Linked DNA regions of Hordeum vulgare: region 2 is linked to region 1. A link is a contact called in public Hi-C data. All regions are on one chromosome and are shown on one strand. The core of a region is the stretch at or near the end of the contact, and the rest is flanking DNA. Distances in the headings are between cores, read along the strand shown.

Region 1 (6,023 bases), core at 1,674-4,173:
TTTGGTCATCGAACAAGTTTTGGACTCATCGATAGTGTACCGGGAGTGCGGGGAGGGTGCCCGGGGACCACCGGGAGGGGTGTGACGACCCAAGAGCCTTATGGGCTGTGAGAGGAGGCGGAACAGCCCCTGGTGGGCTGACCGAAGCCTCTCTCAAAAGCCCATGCGCCTAGGAGTGGAGATAAAAGGCAAAAATCCTTTAAAAAGGAAAGGAAGGAGGAGTCCTCCCAAAGTAATCAACCTCCTTGTGGGAAGGTGGACTCTTCCTTGTAGGGTTCGTCTCACCCCTTCTCTTTGGAGTAGGGGCCAAGGCTTCCTCCTCTTCCTCCTCCTATATATACTAGAGGTTTTGAAGGTTTTGAGACACATAAATCAACCACGGCTGCCTCTCTCTTCCTCTAGATATGTTTCTCCTCTAGTCTAATTCAGCGGCGCTTAGCCGAAGTCCTGCTGGATTAGTTCACCACCACCACCACCACGCCGCCGTGCCGGAGAACTCATCTATCTATCTGCCCCTCTTGCTGGATCAAGAAGGTGGTGATCGTCATTGAGTTGTACGTGTGCTGAACGCAGAGGTGTCATCCATTCGGCACTAGATCGGGATGGGTCGTGATGGGATCGCGGGACGGATCGTGATGAGATCGCGGGACGGGCTGCAACTTGGATCGCGAACATGTTCCACTACATCAGCCGCATTATATACGCTTCCGCTTAACGATCTACAAGGGTATGTACATTCACTCTCACCTCTCATAGATGATCATCATCATGGATAGTATTGCGTGTGCATAGGGAAATTTTCGTTTCCCATGCAACATTCCCCAACATGCATCTCCTAGATCAGATCTTGGATGTTTACAGGGAAAAAATTATTTCCATGCTTCGTTCCCCAACACCCTAAACACAAGGACGACTGGAATTACTGCGCCTTATATTCAACAAGTAGTCGACAAACAGTCCTCGACGGTACGTGTGCGTAATTTGATTCACCCGCATCTCGCTATCTCCCGAGGCGGTGCTGGTTTCCCCTGCCCCAACCTGAGTGATTGATGTGGTGTTACTCCGACCATCGGCCTCCCCCTTGCCCAGGTATAAAACCCCCACCCCCGTTCACCGACGTACTAGTCCTCCCTGCCCTTCCCCATCACTTGTAGAATCATCCCCGTCATCGACGAGATCCACGGTGGTGATTATGTGGTCGAACAGAGCCGACGTCGAAGCAGCCGACAACGCGGAGCGGCTCCGGTGGGGTCGCGTCCAAGTAGCCTCACACGGGAATAGGAACTTGCCCATTATGGCATCGTCGTGCGTTCGACCGTCCGACTGTCGACGGGGTGGCTCATCACCAAAGGCGGCTACGCGTTCGAGGGCCCGCCGCCCCCACGACGAACGACGTCAGTGCTTCTGCAAACAGTGGAACCTGCATGGCCATCACGAGTTTTGGGAGGGATGCATGTTCGACGAGGTGCTCGCTGCATATCAACAGTAGGATGTTAGGCGCGGTGGAGGACGCATGTGTGTGGTCGTCCATCCTCTAGTGGCGCTCGTCGTTGAACGAGCGTCCAAACACGTGTCGGACATCCATCCTCCGGCACCGCGTGCACTCACAAAGCGCAAAGTCAAGAGAATACCTAATGTGGGGGAACTCGGAGAGGCGGACGAGCCTCACGACACATCGGGGTTGCTTCACGCGGTTTGCAAGTTTATGATGGCCCCGCGATTCTACCACCGATGATTAAAGAGGTTGGCGACCCCGACGACTTGTCGAGTTAGAACGTCTCCCTCTACAAGTCAATGGAGGCGACCGACGATGGGCTTAGTTTCCTTGACGACGACAGTGATTACAACAATAATGCCGAAAATGGTGACACCGACGATCTGAATTTCATCGTGCTAGGTGACGACACCGTCTAGTTTAGGTTTTTTTTTATTTTAAATTCAAATTTCTTATAAATGATGTAATATTTCCTAAATGTTGAATGACATTTGAATTACTTGCAAAACGGCACGTACATTGCAATGGAAGAAAAGAAGTCATAATCTCTAATGTCAATAAACACATTTTACTAAAATCATGAACTTTTTTAATTCATGAACATTTTATACTGTTCACAAACATTTTAAAAAATGTGAACATTTTTGAAAATAAATTTCTTGAAATGACAAACATTTCTAGAATCTACGAACATTTTTTTGGAAATTGGTGGAATAATTTTCGGAATTTATGATTTTTTAAATGTGTGAAGTTTTTCGAACCAACGAATATTTTATGAAGTAATAAAATACTCCCTCCGTACCTAAATATAAGTCTTTTAAGATATTTCACTAGGTGTCTACATGCGAAGCAAAATGAATGAATCTATATTTTAAAGTATGTCTATATACATCTGTATATAGTCCATTAGTGAAACCTTCCAGAAAGACTTATATTTAGGAACGGAGGGAGTAGTTTTTAAATTATGTGCATTTTTAAATTTTAGGATATTTTTCAACCATGAACATTTTTTGAATTGGCGGAATTTTGTTAAATTTCATTAATTTTTCTAATATACTAACTTTAAAAAAAATCATGGAGGTTTTTTATTTCCCACACATTGTTTTTAAATTTCTGAATATTTTTTAAAAATCACAAACATTTTCTGAATCTACAATGATTTACAAATTATTAAACATTTTATTTTAAAATCCTAAATTTTAAAATGTCCAAAAACATTTAAATTCGAAAATTATTTAAATTATAAAATAATGAAGGAAAAGAAAAATGAAAATTTAAAAGGAAATTTAAAAGCAGTTTGCCTGTACATGAGACGGTCTAATCTGGCGCGTTGTGTAATCCCCTAGCGTCCAAACCCTGTATAGAAGGTTCCTACTGGGCCCGGCCAGTCCGCGATTTCTTTTGGTGAAACGTCGTATTATTGTTTATTGATGGACATCCGGGCATATTTCTTATTTGGCGCGACAAGCGATAGTTAACATGCACTTTTGTTAACTGTACCGGCCCATCTAGACGCTCGGGATGCTTTTAAAAACATTCTATGAACCTATTTGAATATTGAATATTGATGAACTATTTTAAATTTCAACGAATATTTTTTAAGGTTGATGAACTTTTCTAATTATTCATGAACTTTTTTGAAATTTGATGAACATCTTTTTGATGGGGGCACGCAGCGACGGCTACCGGCCCTAGTATGACCAGCACATGCGTCCATGATATGTGGTTTTGGGTTTCAACAAGATTTTCCTTTTCTGAAATTATGTCGGTGAATAAAGGCCAACAAATAGACACACATGTCGTACTGTATATATGATGTCAAAAGTCGTTGAAATCACGCATGCATGCCTACTATGGGCATATGCCCGATTGATGGCAAAGTTGAGGACATTCCTAAGAGGTCCAAGAAACAAACCATTTTTAAAAAATGAATTTAATAATATAAAAATATCTAAAATGTGAAATGTATATAAAATAACTAGCAAGAGTAATTAATAAACAAATTAATACCAAGACATTATTATGTCTAAATAGAATAAAAATTGGACAACTCATATTTATAATTAGAAATCAATAAATAATTGAAAATATATTATAGCAGTAAGAAACGCAGACCGGTGCATGTCCCTCCGGTGTTGTCGTGTTGATCCTTGAGTGCTTACTAGGCCGGTCGAGTGCATATTGCATTAGTGCTCCCCGCGTACCCCCGTTGGTTTAGTACCACTTCACCGTGCAACAGCGGCGGACCTATGTTGAGCCGAATGGGGGCCCGGGCTCAGTCAATTTCTATTTTTACTATTATAAAGCCTAATATTTTACTAATTGGGCTCCCAGTTAATCAAATATTTGGTCCCCAGTCACTTCGACCCCCACTGAATTCTTGAGCTGGGTCCTTAATCAAATATTTGCCCCCCAGTCACTTCGGCCCCCATTGAATTCTTGAGCTGGGTCCGCCCCTGCCGTGCAAGGGGCACGTGGACTGGCTTAAAGTACCGGACGCACCCCACCCTATTGTGGTCTTCTCAACTTATCGTCGTGTCTTCTGCTAAAAAAAACTTATCGTCATGTCTTCTGCTAAAAAAAACTTATCGTTGTGTCTTGGCGTGGCCGCCCAAGCACGTGGAAAAAAATTACAGCCATTTCATGGATGTAGAAAAACAATTTGCTTCAAAACGCGTCCTTCTGACCTACCTGGACACCGTCCTTTGAACTGGGTTTTAACATATAGGTAATTTATGAAATGGCCCCAATTTTCACATGACCTACCATGACCAATTTGTTGCAACACATGTGTCTATTTATCAACCTTTTTTCTTCAAGAAATGTTAGAAAATGCAAAATTTGTTGAAAACCAAAATTAATCACCTCACATGGATGCTTGTGTTGGTTATACAAGCACATGGAAACAATTGGGGACATTTCACTGAAGTATTTAATATCATAATTTACAACAATAACTTGAAACTATTATTTTAACTTATTAACAAAAATAGTAAAGTTAAGAAAGAAATTTTTTATGGAAAAAATTATTTGAAACCACAATTTTAGAAAGCAACTTAAAACTATTATTTATAGTTAATAACGTAAATAATAAATACAAAAGAAAAAATAGATGGCAAAATTTTATAGAAAAAGAAAAGAATTATCGTGAGCATGAGGCCCAATGACATGTGGTCCGAGCACCGATAGAGTGAGTGTGGCCCTAATATCAGCGCCTCTAGTACTTATTGAGCCAGTCCCACACGCATCGTCTTAGAGTGCCCTCTATATCCCTAAGGTTTAGTACAACCAATGGTGTGAGGGCCGCATCGACTGGCTTAAATAATCGACCACACCCCCACCCCGTCGAGCTCCTCTCATACTTACCGTCGTGCCATGAGATGCCCGCCATGTGGGGCTCGGTCGCCCCCGCTGCATACACTGGAAGGTTTGTCCTTTGTCGCCCATATGGGCTTGATTCGGGACAAGCCGACTAGGATACTTGTGGCCACTCCTGCGGGCATATTTTTTGTTTATTTTCATGAATGACTAAAAATGTTTTCTTTTTAAATTTTGCTTCTAATATTATTTTTTATGTTTGTCTAAACTTAATGTTTTTTTGGATTGAATATAATTGTATTATACATTTTTTATAATTATTTTTTTGGCATACTATAAAAGCAACATAATATGAATAAATAAAAATAGCAAGGTAACAAGTAGTAAACAATGAGGAAAACGTTATGTAAATGCCTGAAAATAAGCTTTAGGATTCATACTTTCACTAGTGCAATCTCTCAACAATGCTAACATAGTAGAATCATATGATCATCCCTCAATGTGCGACAAATAATCACTCCAAAGTTCATATCTACCGGAGATCATAAGGTGCAAATTATTGTAGGTAGTAGAACCACCTCAAAGTTATCATTTCCGATCAATCTATTGAGATATAATCCTATAGGTGTCAGAAACAACTCCAGAGTTCATACTAAATAACACATATGATACATATCAATCAACCCTAATGTCACCTAGATACTCTAATGTCACCTCAAGTATGTGTGGGTTGATTATTCAACATACATCAAACAATTTCAGATTCATCATATTCAATCCAACACAAAGAACTTGAAAGAGTACTCAAAGATTTTCTATTAGAGAATGTAGGCCAAGAATGTGTATCAACCCCTATGCATAGATTACCCCATTGTCACAACGGGAATCCGCAAGTTGAGTACTAAGGCATACAACACGTGTTCTCAAATCCAATATTCAATCCGACATAACAAAATCTCAAAGGAAATGATTCAATTCATCACATCAAGATAGCAAGGAAAGAACATCATATGGTCCAACTATATTAACAAAGCCCGCGATACATCAAGATTGTGCTATCTCAAGAATACGAGAGAGAGAGGCCAAACACATAGCTACTTGTACATACCCTCGGCCCCGAGGGGGAACTACTCCCTCCTTGTCATGGCCTCCATCGGAGATGATTTCCCCTTCTAGCAGGGTACTCGAAAGGCTACAGATGGGGTTTTCT
Region 2 (6,023 bases), core at 1,523-4,022, 890 kb before region 1:
CGTATAGAGGAAGAGGATTCATTCATACTATCTCGAGGTAGATCATCATGTACTTTGTATCCCATCACAATCCATATAATAAGAGTAGGACGTAGCGTATTACCTCTTCAAGATGGCCCAAAACTAGATAAACATTGTCTCTCTCTTTATTTATTGTTACCATTTAGCCGAGATCATCAGCTCGGGACCCCCTATCCGAGATCCACATGTTTTAGCACCAACACCCGTCACAACGCATCACTGACCGTTTGTAAGTTGATGGAACCATGCCACGGTTTAACTGCATGGGCTTTGCCCAATGGCTTGCAGCAGCGGCGGGCAGGTATGGAGCGAACGCAGAGCGCTGATGGTCGTTGGTTTGGGGCATTAGCCAAGTCGCGTGGGTAGGCGACGCGAGGGCCAACGTGAGATGGTTTACTCAACTGTCTCCAAGGAGCACATGTTCCTAACAAAAACATGAATGATAACACAAGTAGTTTGATGAAAATAGACATGGTCCAGCCCACTTATGTCATGGGTGGGTTTTTCATCAATTAGTTATGGGGGCAACAAACCCACAATAGGTTAGTGTGTCTATAAATCGCATCTTACGAGCCGGATGGGGCGCTAGCCCATGTTTTGAGGGGTGGGTTAGCCGACTATCCTACTATATTGTATGATCTCCAATTTTTTTAGACAACCAATTTCTTCGTCTAGTGTGGCTACGTGGGGTTTTATTCAAGCTCCAAAATAAACTACAGGTTTTTATAACACAAAGAATTAAAGTATTGTTGGTTTTTTAGGTTTTGCTTCTCGAACACATTGAGCTGGAAGCGCACCATCCCATTGGACATTTAAAACAAATCATATAAGATCAACGCCGTGTATCACACATTGGGCGAAACAATTTCATACGTGACCAACATTTTATTAATACATGATGAACATATGTGATATACACAATGAATTTTCTAAAATACTTGAAGAACACTTTCCATACACGGCAAACTTTATTAACACACAATATGAAAAATAATAATACATGACTAATATTTTCCACAAAATGTCAACAATTTTAAATGCAATATGAACATTTTTAATTAAAATTAACTTTTTCATACATTATAAATGTTTTTAATACCTGATGGGACATTTCTTAGGACCATATAAATATTTATGAAATCATGGTGTAGCTTCTTAATAAAAAAAATTAAATACATGCTAAGCATTGATTAAGAAACTATAAGATTGTTTCGATTCATGGCACAAATTTCAATACATGATGAACGTTTTTAATTTAGGATGAACATTTGTTTTGGTATATGATGAATATGTCTTCATACACGATGATCTCTTTGTTCTAAGTAATGCACATTTTTAAAAATACACAATAAACATTTTTATTACATGTTAAAATTTGTAGAACATGACAAATATTTTTCTAAAACGTTATAAACATGTTCATTAGACGATGAGGAAACAAGAGTACGAAAAAACAAAAACTGAAAGAAAAACAGGAATAGAAAAGTAAGAAAAGCTAAATAGAAAGAGTAGCACAAGGAAAAAAGATCAGAGAACAAAGATAGAGGAAACAATAAAACTAATATAATAGTATAAAGGAACAACCAAACAAAACATAAAATGACCCAAAAATGAAAACACCATAAAACAGAGTTAAACCCAGGTCCAAAAAACCAGCGCGAAATCCCAAAACCAAAAAGCAGAAAAAAAACCCGAGAGCGCCTAGTCGCCGCTCGCTACGGCAACCAGTTGAGGCTTCGCACAGGGCGACCCCCGACTGGGCCGGCCCTGTAAATGTGCGACATCTGTACTTTCTGTTTCCATTTTCTGTTTTTTTTCATTTTTCCTTTTTTGGGTCGTTTTTCTTCCTGTTTTTCTATTTTTATTTTTCCATCAATTTTTAAAGAACGAACATATTTTGAATCTTGAGAATTTTATAAACCACAAACAATTTTGAAAAATCCTGAGCAAATTTGGGACCACGAATAAATATTCAAAGGACACACATTTTTTGAATTTTTGAATTTTTTTTGAAATGGGGAAGTATTTTGAAAACACTGAAGAAATTTGGAAGCGTGAACAAGTTTTTAAAAGCATGAACATTTTCTAAATCATGAGAACAAATTATGAAAATTAGAATAATTTTGATAAATCCTGAAAAAATTCATAAATATGAATAATTTTGGAAAACATGTACATTTTTTGAATTTTGAGAACAAATTTCGAAAAAAAATAACATTTTTCGAAAAACATATTAAAAAATCCGAAACATTTTCGGAAAATCAAGAACATTTTCTGAAATTCCACAATAGTGATTTGAAAATGTAGAACATTTTTATAAAAATGAAAAACAATTTTCGAATTTGAAGACCAATTTTTGAAAATACCAAACATTTTTTGGAAAACAGCAGAAACATTTTCCAAATTTGAAGAACATTTTTTGAAAACCCAGTACATTTTTTGAAAAGCCAGAAAAGTTTTCTAAAACAAATATTTTTCGAATTTGAAGAACAATTTTTCAAAATCCTGATCATTTTTCGAAAATCCAGAATTTTTTTGAGACAGAAATAGAAAAGAATAAAGAAAAAATAAAAGGAAAAAAAACCAGTTCAGGGAACCTTTTAAAAAGTTTCCAAAACCGGAAAAAACCCGGCAAGGAAAGTCTAGAAGTTTCCCAAAATCGAGATCCCGTAACCAGTAATGTGCCGGCCCAGATCGCGTCGCTCCCTTTTCATCTTGTGCGAAGCCCCAACATCTTAACGCAATGTGCGTCCTATAGGATTTTTCAAGAAAATCGACCCAATCTTCCCTGTTACTTGGCCGACTCATTCACTACACATCTAGGCGAGGCCATGCCATATTATTTTTGGCTCATAAGTTCTATTACTCAAGAATCAACCGAACAATCGTGTTTACATAAATTGATGACCTCTAGGGTCTTGATCCCAACCAGATAACAATTTTACTCTCACTTCTATCAAAACTAGCTAAAAAATCACTAACTAAAATTTAACTACGGTTGATATGTGCAATACGAGTGGTTCGAAGAGACTTCAAGTACTTTATCTCTGCCACCAAAACACATAGATTGATCTGTTAATGTCGTTCAAAATGTTCACCACTATAAGTGAATCCATCTCAATACAAAGTGAAAATTCCGTCCGCTGAATAACAAATGAATAACCCCTTCTTGCATGCACATATTTCTACTTCAAGCGTATCCATGTTGAATAGGAAGCTTCATAGGAAGCATCTTATTTGACATTCTTTGCGTCAAACAGGAGGGTTGCCACATATGGGCGTCCAGAAAGAGCCGGTCCATTGCATCTACCGTAGTGATCGAGCGAGCAGGAGAACCGTGTACTCTAATGAAACGGTATACTATAGCAAAAATGGTGTAGTGTAGCACCCCGATGTACTGTAAGGACCAGTACGGTAACCACCCGATGTACCATGGCTAACATTTTTCTATTTTGTGGGAACATCTTTTTGTAAAAATGAACAATTTTTGAAAATGATAATCATTAACATATTTTTTCTAAAACACGGTCAATCTTGGAAGTCTTAATTTCTTTTCTGAGAACACAAAGATTTTTTGAAATTATGACCTTTGAAATATTAGATTGTTTTCCAGAAAAACATGAGAAATATTTTAAATGCAAAAAAAATTCTGGAAACGTTTTTTTAATTCCACGAGTTTTTTTCAAAAAAAGGACAAAATTTAAAAGCAAACAATTTTAACATGCTATTTTTTTATTTTGAAAAAATGAAAGATAATAACATAAAATTGGTATAGGGAAAATAGGAAAATTAACAAGAATGTCTAGAAGGTTCAAAAACAGATTGAACCGGATTGGGACTTCTAGAAAATTCTCAGCACCGAATAAGGTGCTATACTTCCTATTTAGTGGACCGTCACATTTCCATTGGCCCTAACTTCCTCCCACCTCGCAGGTGCATATTGACACCGGTTTGGTCCATTTACATCCTTGATGTACCAAATTACCTTTTAGGGGTAAGAGCATCTACAACCAGACCTTTTAAATCCTTCTCAAACGTCCGGACAGGCTGTCTGGTCATTGTCCGGTCACAAAAATTTGATTCGAACGGACCTTTTAAACCGGCCTCAAACATCCGAGTTGACCGGCACCCCCAAATATGGGGCAAATACGGGGGAGCCTGGGCGCGTCCAGGCACGCCCGCGTGGCCCACACTGGCCCGCATCGACACCACATATATTCGTCCTCATCTGCTGGCCGGACCCAACCCTAGCCACTTCAGTCCACTTCCCTACAATCCCATCTGCCACCGAAACTCACATTCGGAGATCTCCATCCATCTCCGGCATGGCCTCCAGCGGATCCGACACCGACAAGTCCGAATCCATCGACTAAGGGGTCGTCCTGCGCGGAGTGAAGGAGGTAATCGTGGTTTGCATTGCACTCCGCCACTTCCCGAAGGTCAGCGCCCGTCCGACAGGAGGATCTGTCCGCCACGATACTACTAGGGAAAACCTTATACACAAAACCTTTGCAGCAGCGCTGGATAAACGGCGGCGCTACCGCTACTAAGCAGTAGCGCGGCTTTAAGAAACACGCTACTACTAATATTGCCCCACAGTTGCCACCAGGCTAGATTTAGTAGTAGCACGCCCCAGGTAACAACGCTATTGCTAACAGAATAGTAGTAGCACTTGTTTCGGACCCGCGCTACTACTAAGTGGGGCGTGCACTTATATGGTCTTCGCCCCCGCACGCCCCTCTCTCTCACTCTCTCCCTCTCCATACTCTGCGCCGCCACCGCCCCTCAGTCCCTTCCTCTCCACTCTGCATCGCCGCCCCGCCGCTCACTCCCTCCCTCTCCCCCTCCTCACTCTTTCCCTCTCCTCTCTGCACCGTCACCCCGTCCCTCACTCCCTGCCTCTCCCCTCCTTCCTCTCTCCCTCTCCACTCTGCACCGCCGCCGCCACAGGTCCTCACCGGCGACCTCACCCCCGGCCCCGACCCCTACCTCGACCCCGATGACCTCGACCCCGACCCCGACCTCGACCCGGTGACCTTGACCCCTGCCCGGACCCCAACACCGACCCCGGCCTCTGGTGAGACAACCCCAAGCCAAGGGTTCTTGCTAGGATTATTGCTAAGGACTAGATGATTCCCCGAACGTTGTTGCGGGAATATTTGCAATATATATTGTGTTTTATTATTGTATATTTGCTTGATGAGGTGTCATACTTGCATGTTAAGAAACATAGGTTAGTGGGCGCTAGCTAAATTCAAATGAGATGATTCTTGTACAAATGATAACTAGAAAGTAAAAAATTAAACGATAAGAAAACTTTCTCATAGGAATTTGTCTCAACATCGACAATGCCCGGCCCGCATCCTCATCGTCGAGTGGTCGGCGAGAGCTTTCTTGACAGGCGTCATGTCCGGGACTGGGCTCCGCCAGGTTGGCATTGGGAGGTGCTACCTTTCGGGGCGCACACCTTGGTGCGGAATCCGGGTCTTGTCGTCGAACCGGAGCTGCTTTAGTGGCGGTCGCGTGAGCCACTATCGGTGCGGAGGGAGCCGGCCCTCACGGAGGTGGTACGTCACCGTGTTAGGGAGGAGGACGAGCACGTCCGTCGCTACATGGCTGCATTGGATGCGAGGTTCTCTAATACCTAGCAGGTTCTTCACTGATATCACCCGAGCTATGATCCGGTGATGGTTTCTTATCTTTGGGTTGCCACCGCCTGCGTCGTAAGACATCAACTGGATTTGTATTACTGATATTATACGATAATATTCGAGATGTATTAAAGATAATATTCGATGATGCATTAACAGGATTATTTGAGATGGTGTATTAGTGATATTATATGATATTATTCGAGAGTTTTTAGTAAAAAAATCAGGTACTTTCGGTTTGTCGTTGCTCCTTGTGTGACTTTCATGTGTGTTCTTGATCGAGGAATCCCGACTGTTGTTGTGGGGGGCTCTTCTTCCTCTTCTCTTCTTTCGATATATACCTTGGTATAA

What was found. A called contact is a pair of places that touch in the nucleus more often than the background predicts.
Region 2: a Hi-C map of leaf shows a contact between it and region 1, with 2.9 times the contacts expected there. The contact joins two enhancer-like sites. A contact is called at or near these places in 3 of 6 Hi-C or Micro-C datasets (leaf and seedling).

Annotation. Positions count from the first base shown.
Region 1 is chr6H:184,853,246-184,859,268 of MorexV3_pseudomolecules_assembly, reverse strand. No RefSeq gene overlaps it. Among protein-coding and RNA genes, the nearest start is that of LOC123402651, 23 kb to the left of the region's middle. Within about 2 kb of position 2,923, at least 1 of the 3 cell types and tissues checked has open chromatin away from gene starts, as enhancers often do. A contact at or near this core is called in leaf, where this site is marked.
Region 2 is chr6H:185,745,005-185,751,027 of MorexV3_pseudomolecules_assembly, reverse strand. No RefSeq gene overlaps it. Among protein-coding and RNA genes, the nearest start is that of LOC123403525, 58 kb to the right of the region's middle. Within about 2 kb of position 2,772, at least 2 of the 3 cell types and tissues checked have open chromatin away from gene starts, as enhancers often do. A contact at or near this core is called in leaf, where this site is marked.